2 separate regions of the Sus scrofa genome follow, and region 1 is linked to region 2. A link is a contact called in public Hi-C data. All regions are on one chromosome and are shown on one strand. The core of a region is the stretch at or near the end of the contact, and the rest is flanking DNA. Distances in the headings are between cores, read along the strand shown. Region 1 holds the start of EMSY (BRCA2-interacting transcriptional repressor EMSY). Region 2 holds the start of UVRAG (UV radiation resistance-associated gene protein).

The links. A called contact is a pair of places that touch in the nucleus more often than the background predicts.
Region 1: a Hi-C map of skeletal muscle shows a contact between it and region 2, with 7 times the contacts expected there. The contact joins the promoter of EMSY here to the promoter of UVRAG in region 2. A contact is called at or near these places in 2 of 5 promoter capture datasets (fetal liver and liver) and 1 of 47 Hi-C or Micro-C datasets (skeletal muscle).

What each region holds. Positions count from the first base shown.
Region 1 is chr9:10,626,058-10,629,803 of Sscrofa11.1, reverse strand. It overlaps EMSY (BRCA2-interacting transcriptional repressor EMSY), which reads right to left and starts at 1,751. Exons shown (of 20, transcript XM_021062538.1): 1 at 1,429-1,751. LOC102163793 (a long non-coding RNA gene) reads left to right here and starts at 1,835. Exons shown (of 3, transcript XR_001298634.2): 1 at 1,835-2,270.
Region 2 is chr9:10,086,568-10,090,418 of Sscrofa11.1, reverse strand. UVRAG (UV radiation resistance-associated gene protein) reads right to left here and starts at 1,640. Exons shown (of 16, transcript XM_021062526.1): 1 at 1,310-1,640. The coding sequence starts at 1,332.

The DNA of each region.
Region 1 (3,746 bases), core at 502-3,001, 540 kb before region 2:
TACCACTTAGTTTATTATGAATATTAAAGACCAGTGTATGTGAAGGTCTTATCCTAGTGTCTAGCTCATTATTTAATAAATAGGTGCCACTACTTTTGTAATCTTGGGCAAGTCACTTCTGCAGGCATTCTCACTGAATTACATGATAAAAAAATATGTCAAGTTCCTAGGATGTTAAGCGGGTTATTGGAACTTAATAAAGTATTTTCTCAAATCCTAACAATGAAAGATGAATTTACACCCCGCAAGCTTAAAAAAAAAAAAAAAAGAAAGAAAGAAAGAAAAAAGAAAAAAAACCATTTACCAAACATTTAGATGTCAGGAACTTGGCACTGGGAATTCCTTGGTGTAGAGAAAAAGACAACAGCGCTGGGCGCTTGCATAATACCTGCTTAGCATACGGTAGATCCGCGATAAATATTTGTTAAACAAATAAATGAATGATTGAGAACAGCGAGTAACCTGAATGAATGAATGCATGCATGCATGCATGCCTGAGCGAGCTCACTACCTATTCTAGGAGTCAAGCACCGACCCGAAATAACTGCTACATCCCGTTCCTGGCGCTGGGGCTGCAACTCCAACTCCATGCCTGGAGTTGAACCCCCTCCCCCTACTTCCCATAGTCCTCTGAGCTGAGAACCAACCCAGGGCAAGGAGAACAGGACTGCGCGCCCCAGTCGGCAGAATGACATAAAGAAAAGGGGTGGGGAGGAGGAAGAAGGGGCAGAGCCAAAGGAATCCGCTCCCTCCACAAGCCAGTCCCCGCCTCCCGACAGGATCTTGGAGGCGGCCGGCGACCGCCGGAATCAAGCACCACGTCACGGCATCCCGACGCGTCCCCGCCGGCGGACCCCACCGCGGGGCCGGACCGCACTGGAGACCTGGGCAGAGGTTCCCGGAGCGGGCTCCGGGAACCCGAATCCTATCTAATCCTTCCCCTTACTCAAGTGTCAAGGAGGCAAGCCCGCCCCGCCCCCTCCCCAAACACGCACTCACTCCCGCAGCACCACAACAAGAGCAGCCCGCCCACCCTCCTCACCGATGCCACTCAGTACCCACTTCAATGTCAAGCTTGCGACCCAAGTCCTCGCAGGACCAGTAGCCGGAGGCAGGGGCCCCGGGAGGCATCAGCGCCTCGCTCCCTCCTCAGCACAGAGGACAACGGAAAGAAACAGTGGACGCTCGGACAGCCAGGCAGACGACCGAGACTTACCGGGAGGCTCCCAGAGCTGGACCCCCGCAATCCCAGCACCAGGCGTGCCAGAGCCCCCCTCAGCCCACCTCGGGGAGCCCCACGATCCCGTTAGGAGACAACGGAGGATGGGACTGGCCACCCCAAGCCGGGCTCCGACTGCTTGGTCCGGCGCTCCTCCAGACTGGCTACCCTGCCAGCTCTTCCCAGCGCCCTGTCTGAGAGTCACTCACCTGCCCGGCCTTTCTGGGCTCATCTAAAAGGCTCCTCCGCCAAAACTAGGGGACACCAGGAATTGGGTTTGTTTGCGGTGCCTCAGAAGGGGCAAGATGGCGACAGGTATCAGGGCGCAGGCGCAGCGGCGCGCTGCCAGTCGGGAGGTGTAGTTTGCCTTTCCCGCCTTTCGGAGAACGGACACCAGAAGGCCTCCATTCTCCGCGTCCCTCTTTTCCTCCAGGTTTTGAAAGGAAAGGAGAGACCTCGCAGGGAGTGCTGGGAGTTGTGGTCCGAGGCCAAACGCCCTCCTCTTTCGCTCTCAGAGTGCAGTCGCACGCGCAAGGAAGGCTGGGATTGTAGTTTCCCTGGCGTCTTCTCCAACCCCTCCTCGCCGCTTCTCGCGCCTCTCCTCCGCTGCGATCTCTGAGCCAATGGGCTGCGCTCTCCGCTACGTGTGGCGTCACACGTACCGGTCAAGATGGCGTCGGCGGATGGAGCTGAGGTTTTCCCGCGACCTTTACCCTGGTGGGGGGGTGTTAGGGGCAGTGGGAAAGCAGCTTCGTGCCGGTATGGCCGTATAGGGTTAGGATCGGATTCCTCAGCGGCTTGGGAGCAATTCTAAGCGGCTTCCAGGCCCGCCAGCCGCAGCTGGAGGAGAGAGAATCCACGCTACGAGACGTGTCACCGTGGACAACCTAGTGGCGCGGACCCGATCTGGAGGGGGCGCGGAATTGCAAGTGGAGAAGGACAATTCGAGCGTTCTCGACTTCGGGTTTCAACCCGTGTCCAGTGGGAATGCTAGTGCTCTATCTGTCAGAGGCAAGAAGGCAAAGGCATTTGTTTGAGGCTCTGCGGCGTGGTAGGTTCACTCTTCAGCCTTTGTTCTTATTTAACTACAGAACAAGTGTGTGAAGAGGGTATTGTCGCTCCTATTTTACAGATGAAAAAAAAGGGTCCAGTATATAGTTAATGGCTGCCAAAGATCGAAGCCAGTGCCTGCTATTGTTGAAGGTCCATTCGAGTGTTGTGACTGCCCGCCCTTGTAATTTTGTACATAACATCGAATCTGATTTTTCTAAAAAAATGTTCAAGTGGGAAGGAGTGTTTTCTTGTAAAATATTGGGTTAATATTATCCTATGGGGATGTTGTGAGGTACAGCGTAGGAGAAAATTGTTTTTCAATTTTGGACCACTGTACAAACGTGAGGCTGTACTTGAATGGAGATGTAAATTACGAAGAGAAAATAAATAACAGCATTTGTGTGCTATTTGCTCATTAGCTAAAAATCTTTTCTGAGGCCCAGGAAAGTGGTTATTGTTAAGAACTTTTGGAAAGATGGTGAATGAAACTTTAATATAGTTTAACATACGTTGTTTGAGGTGAGGCTCATAGTATCTTAGTGAGGCAGGTATAATTCAGAGTACCCCCTACTATGAATGCGAAAAACACAGATAGTCAAGAATTCACCAAATTTCACAAAGCTGGGAATTGAAGAGAATTGGGCTTTATAATCCCCGGTCTTCTGACTTCAAGTGTCTTCCTCTAAGACGAATGTCAGGGTGACAGGTAGTGGAGTAGAAATGGAAAGACAGGCTGCTTTCCAAAGATAAAACTGACCCTGACCATAATAAGTAGTGTGTGAGCCAAGAAGTATTATAGCTTATTCTTGGGCTTGCTAAATGCCAAGTACTCTTTTAAGCATTTCAAGTATTAATTCATTCCATCCTTAAAACAACTTTATGAGGGAGAAACTAGGTTCTCTAATTACAAATGAGGAAACTGAGGTATAGAAAGGAGGTTAAAAAGCTTGCCCGAAGCTACCCATTATAAGTAAGTTGTAAACCTGGGATTTAAACCAAAGCAGTTTGGCTCTAGAGTCTGCTCTAGATTTGTGGTTCTCAAAACTTCAAAGAACCAGCTGCGTGTTTTGTGAAAGTACACATCTCGGGGAGTTCAGTGGGTTGAGGATCTGGCATTGTCACTGCTGTGGCACAGATTCGACCCAGGAAGTTCTGCGGACCACGAGTGTGGCCAAAAAAAATAAAACAAGGGACACCTTTTGATTGAGTAGGGCCTAAGGTCCTGTATTTCTAACAGACCCTCAAGTGAACATGCTCTGGCATCAACTGCTGCCTCTAATCTACCACACAGCCTCCCTTTCCTTGTAACCATATTTGTCTTTTGCAGCCAGAAACTGTCTTTCCCAGGCTGCCTCTGACTTTCCATATTCCCAAACGTTTCCACCATTAAATTTTCTTATTTAAGGATCAGACTCAAACCTTACCCTCAAGCATATTATCCTGCCCCACCTTTCCTTCTAGGATGAGACAAGTA
Region 2 (3,851 bases), core at 391-2,890:
CCCAACCTCCGCACTCTTCCGGAAGTCTGGCTCTTTCCTAAATACTAAGACAGGGATGGGAAGCTGGAGGAAGGGTAGGAAGGAAAGTGCTCTGTCTTGTGTGAAGATAGCGGAGAAAAGGTTGCTCAAGTCTGCAGCACGACAACCACGTGCTGGGGCTGTAATCGGTCACCAGCTGGATTCTGAAACCCAGCCCAGCCACTTAGTAACTGCAGGGCTTGGCCGTATTTAAGCCTCAGTCTCCTGACCTACAAAATGGGGCTAATAAAAATCGCTACTTCCCAGACGTGGGAGATTAAATTAACCAGCAGCCAGTTGAGCACCTGGCATTAATCTAACATGGTTCACACTCAATAACTGATCGTTTTCCTGAGGTCCACTTCATGGAAAGGGGATGATGAAAGGCATTCTAAGTCTCTTTAATGCTAAGGTTCCTGCGAAGTCTCCTCTTGGGAGATAGAAAGAAGCAAGGGAGAGAAGGAAGGAAGAGGCACTCCACAGACGTGGGTGACACAAAGAATTCTGTCAGGTCCCCAAACTCGGTGTCCTCGCTTTCTTATCCGCCTACAATGTGGATCCAAGCGTGGCTCAAAGAAGCCCTCCCTGTAAGCCTGGCTAAAGAATATGCACATGAATATGTACATCAAATCGTCCTTCCACAGATACTCTTTTGACCGAATGCAATAGCAAAGCGCCCCCCTAAACGGCTAAAATGCTCTCCGTGGAAGTCGGAGGACGAGGAAGGAAACCCAAAGCCTCAAAAGAATTTTCTTGAGAAGCTCAGTGGAGTACTTCATAATAAGGAGAGATTAAAAGTAAATGCTCGAAACCCTAAAGACTCCTCACTTCTCCGCAACTACAGAGTACCAATTAGTTTGTCATCAAGTAAGTGGGTTGAGGAAAGAAAAGAGGTTCCCCGTCTCTCCTGGGACACCAGGGCTTCCCCGGGTCCCTCCCCAAGCGGATAAAGGGGAGGGTCTGCGCCAGGGAATCCCCAGCTCCTTACGCAGGGAGTGGCGGACACCCGCCGGGCCCCCTAGGGAGTTTCACTGGATCCCTTCCCGCCCCTTCCCAGCCCATCTCCTGCAAAGGGAGGTCTCCTGGGACCCGGGAATCCCCCAGAGGTTCGGCCATCCCTGGATCCTTCTTTCTCCTCCCAAGACCTCTGGACAGCCCTCCCCGGCCCTCCAAGTTCTCCCCGGCCACTTCTCAGGGTCTCCCGGCTGGCACGGAATCAGCCCGCCGGCTACGGGGTCCCCTCACGAGCCTCCTCCCAGCCCCTCCCAGCGCCGCGAGCCCGCGGGGTTACCTGCTGAGACGGCAGCTCCACATGCAGGGCCCGCGCGGTGGAACCGGGAGGCAGCGCGGCGGCCTGGCCCGGGGGCGGCTGGGGGATCGGGCCCCCGACCGACGCCGAGGTGCTCATCTCAACCCGGGGGCCGCCAAGCGGCGGGGCCCGCGCTCCTCCGGCATCCGCCACCACCGCCCAGTCACGACCTGCCGAGCCCCTACAGCCCAGAAACCAACCACCCGAGAGGCAGGACCTCTCTACCCCACCTCCGCCTGCCGCCGCCGCTCGCTAAGGAAGAGCCATATTACCGCAGTGCAACCCCCCACCACCCGCTGAGACCTGGCTTGCCCATTGGTTCGGCTCTCACGGGGGCGGGAACCAAGGACAGACGAGGGACGTGCTATTGGGCAGACGGTCTGTCCATCGCGGGTAGGAATGAACCAGGGGCGGAGGGACCCAGGGACGGCCTAAATTGCGCCTGTCAAGCCGGGGTGAAACCTGGGGCGTTGCTTCTTTTCTTTCCAGTCTAATTGGGTCTTTCACTACCAAGGGGCGGGGCCTCTGGGAGGAGCCGCGGAGACCATTGCTCGAGGTCGCTGTCAGTTGTCTGTAAAGGAAATGAGGGGCGGAGTCTGATTAGGTAGACTGTGCGCTCGGGCTCTGGTGTCACGTGTAGGAGGCAGGAGAGTCACCTGATTAGTGAGAGTCAGTTTTGGGAGCCGCTTCCGCCCTAACCTAGTTGCCATGGTAACTGGCCTCTCCTGGAGAGCGGGGACTTCCTTGGCACCAGCTGAGTCTGTAGTTGCAAACCCCGGAGCAGGCTTTTCCTGAGGGGCTCCTGTCGACGTGCGGGGCTTGAAAAGAATATTTTACGCTTCTGCAGAAAACCACCACGCAGGATGTACTGAGACCAGAAACTTGTCGGGCAGTTCCACCAGCTCCACCCACGACCAATTCCATCCCACAAGTCCCGCCCTTCCTGCCCCTGCACTAACTGGTACGCTGAGCCAGGCACTCAGGATGCTATTTCATTTCTGTGAGTGGGTTGTTTATGCTGTCCCTGAAAAGCCTTCTCTACTTTTCTCCTCCTGATTAATGAGGCTTACTTGCCCATCAGATCTCATCTGGGCCTAGGATCCTTTTATTTTGGGGGCCACGCCCTTTGGCAAAAGAACGTTCCCAGGCCGGGGATGGAATTCTCTCCGCAGCTGCTACCTACAACCTACCACAGCTGTGTGGCAAGCAGGATCCTTAACCCAGAGGGGTGGGGGTGGAGGGAACGCGGGGTGGAACCCACGCCGTAGCAGCTACCTGAGCAACACTGGATCCTTAATTCTCTGTGCCACAGTGGGACCTGCTGGGATCCTTTCTTGAACATCTGTGATTCCCTCTGGGACCCTGAATTAGGAAACTTACCTCTACCACATTCCTGATTATTCTATCCATCGTCTTTTAATAAGTGTGTAAGACACATGTAGCCACACGTACCCCTTCCACAAACAGAATGAATTCCTCAAGCAGGAGAATCTTCTCTGATTCACCTCTGGATTCCCAGCACGGGGCAGAGAATTAGGACGTGTTTTTGAAGTGAAAACCCAGTTCAAATGCTGCTTCTTCCATAAAGACTTCCTTTTTTTTTTTTTTTTTTTTTTTTTTTTGTCTTCTGTCTTTTTAGGGCTGCACCAGTGGCATATGGAGGTTCCCAGGCTAGGGGTCTAATCGGAGTTGTTGCTGCTGGCCTATGCTAGAGCCACAGCAATGCCAGATCTGAGCCCCGTCTGCGACCTACACCACAGCTCACAGCAATGCCGGATCCTTAACCCACTGAGCAAGGCCAGGGATCGAACCTGCAACCTCATGGTTCCTAGTCGGATTCATTTCCACTGCGCCAAGATGGGAACTCCCATAAAGACTTCCTTGATCATAATGATAGCATCTATAGCAATTGCTTCCATAGTAAATACCATGGAGTCATTCTGCAGAAATAATGACCTGCCTTTTTCCCTCCTAGACTGTGAGTTTCCCCACCATATAGACCGATGTAGCAGAAAGAACACAGTGTTTTAGAGTTAGGCACAGCAGGAATCAGGAACTTTTGGAATCTTGGCTCTGCCACCTTTTAGCTACATGTTCCTAGGCAAGCCAGTTCCGCTCTCTCAGCTGTAATTTTTCCCATCTGCCAAACAGTAGCAAGGTTGCTGTGGGAATTAAGTAAATCAATGTAAATAAAGTGCCAAGTGCGGGGCCTCAGATGTAATAATTTCATTAAAAATATTTTAATAAAAAGAGAAGCATACTATCTTTCAAGAGTGTTCAGAAGCCTGAAGACACTTTGGATCGGATCCCAGCACTGGCTAAGATGGATGTCACAGAAACACCGAGAGTGGTTCCTCATGACGAGAGAGCCTAGGCTGTGTGATCAGGTGTTTGTTTAGAAGGGAGCAATTGGGAAATCCCAAACTTCATCTGGTTACAAAATCTGGTGGAATTTCACAGAAAACATTTGTCTGTTTCCAAGCTGGATTCGTTTCCTGAGGCTGCTGTATCATATTACTACAAA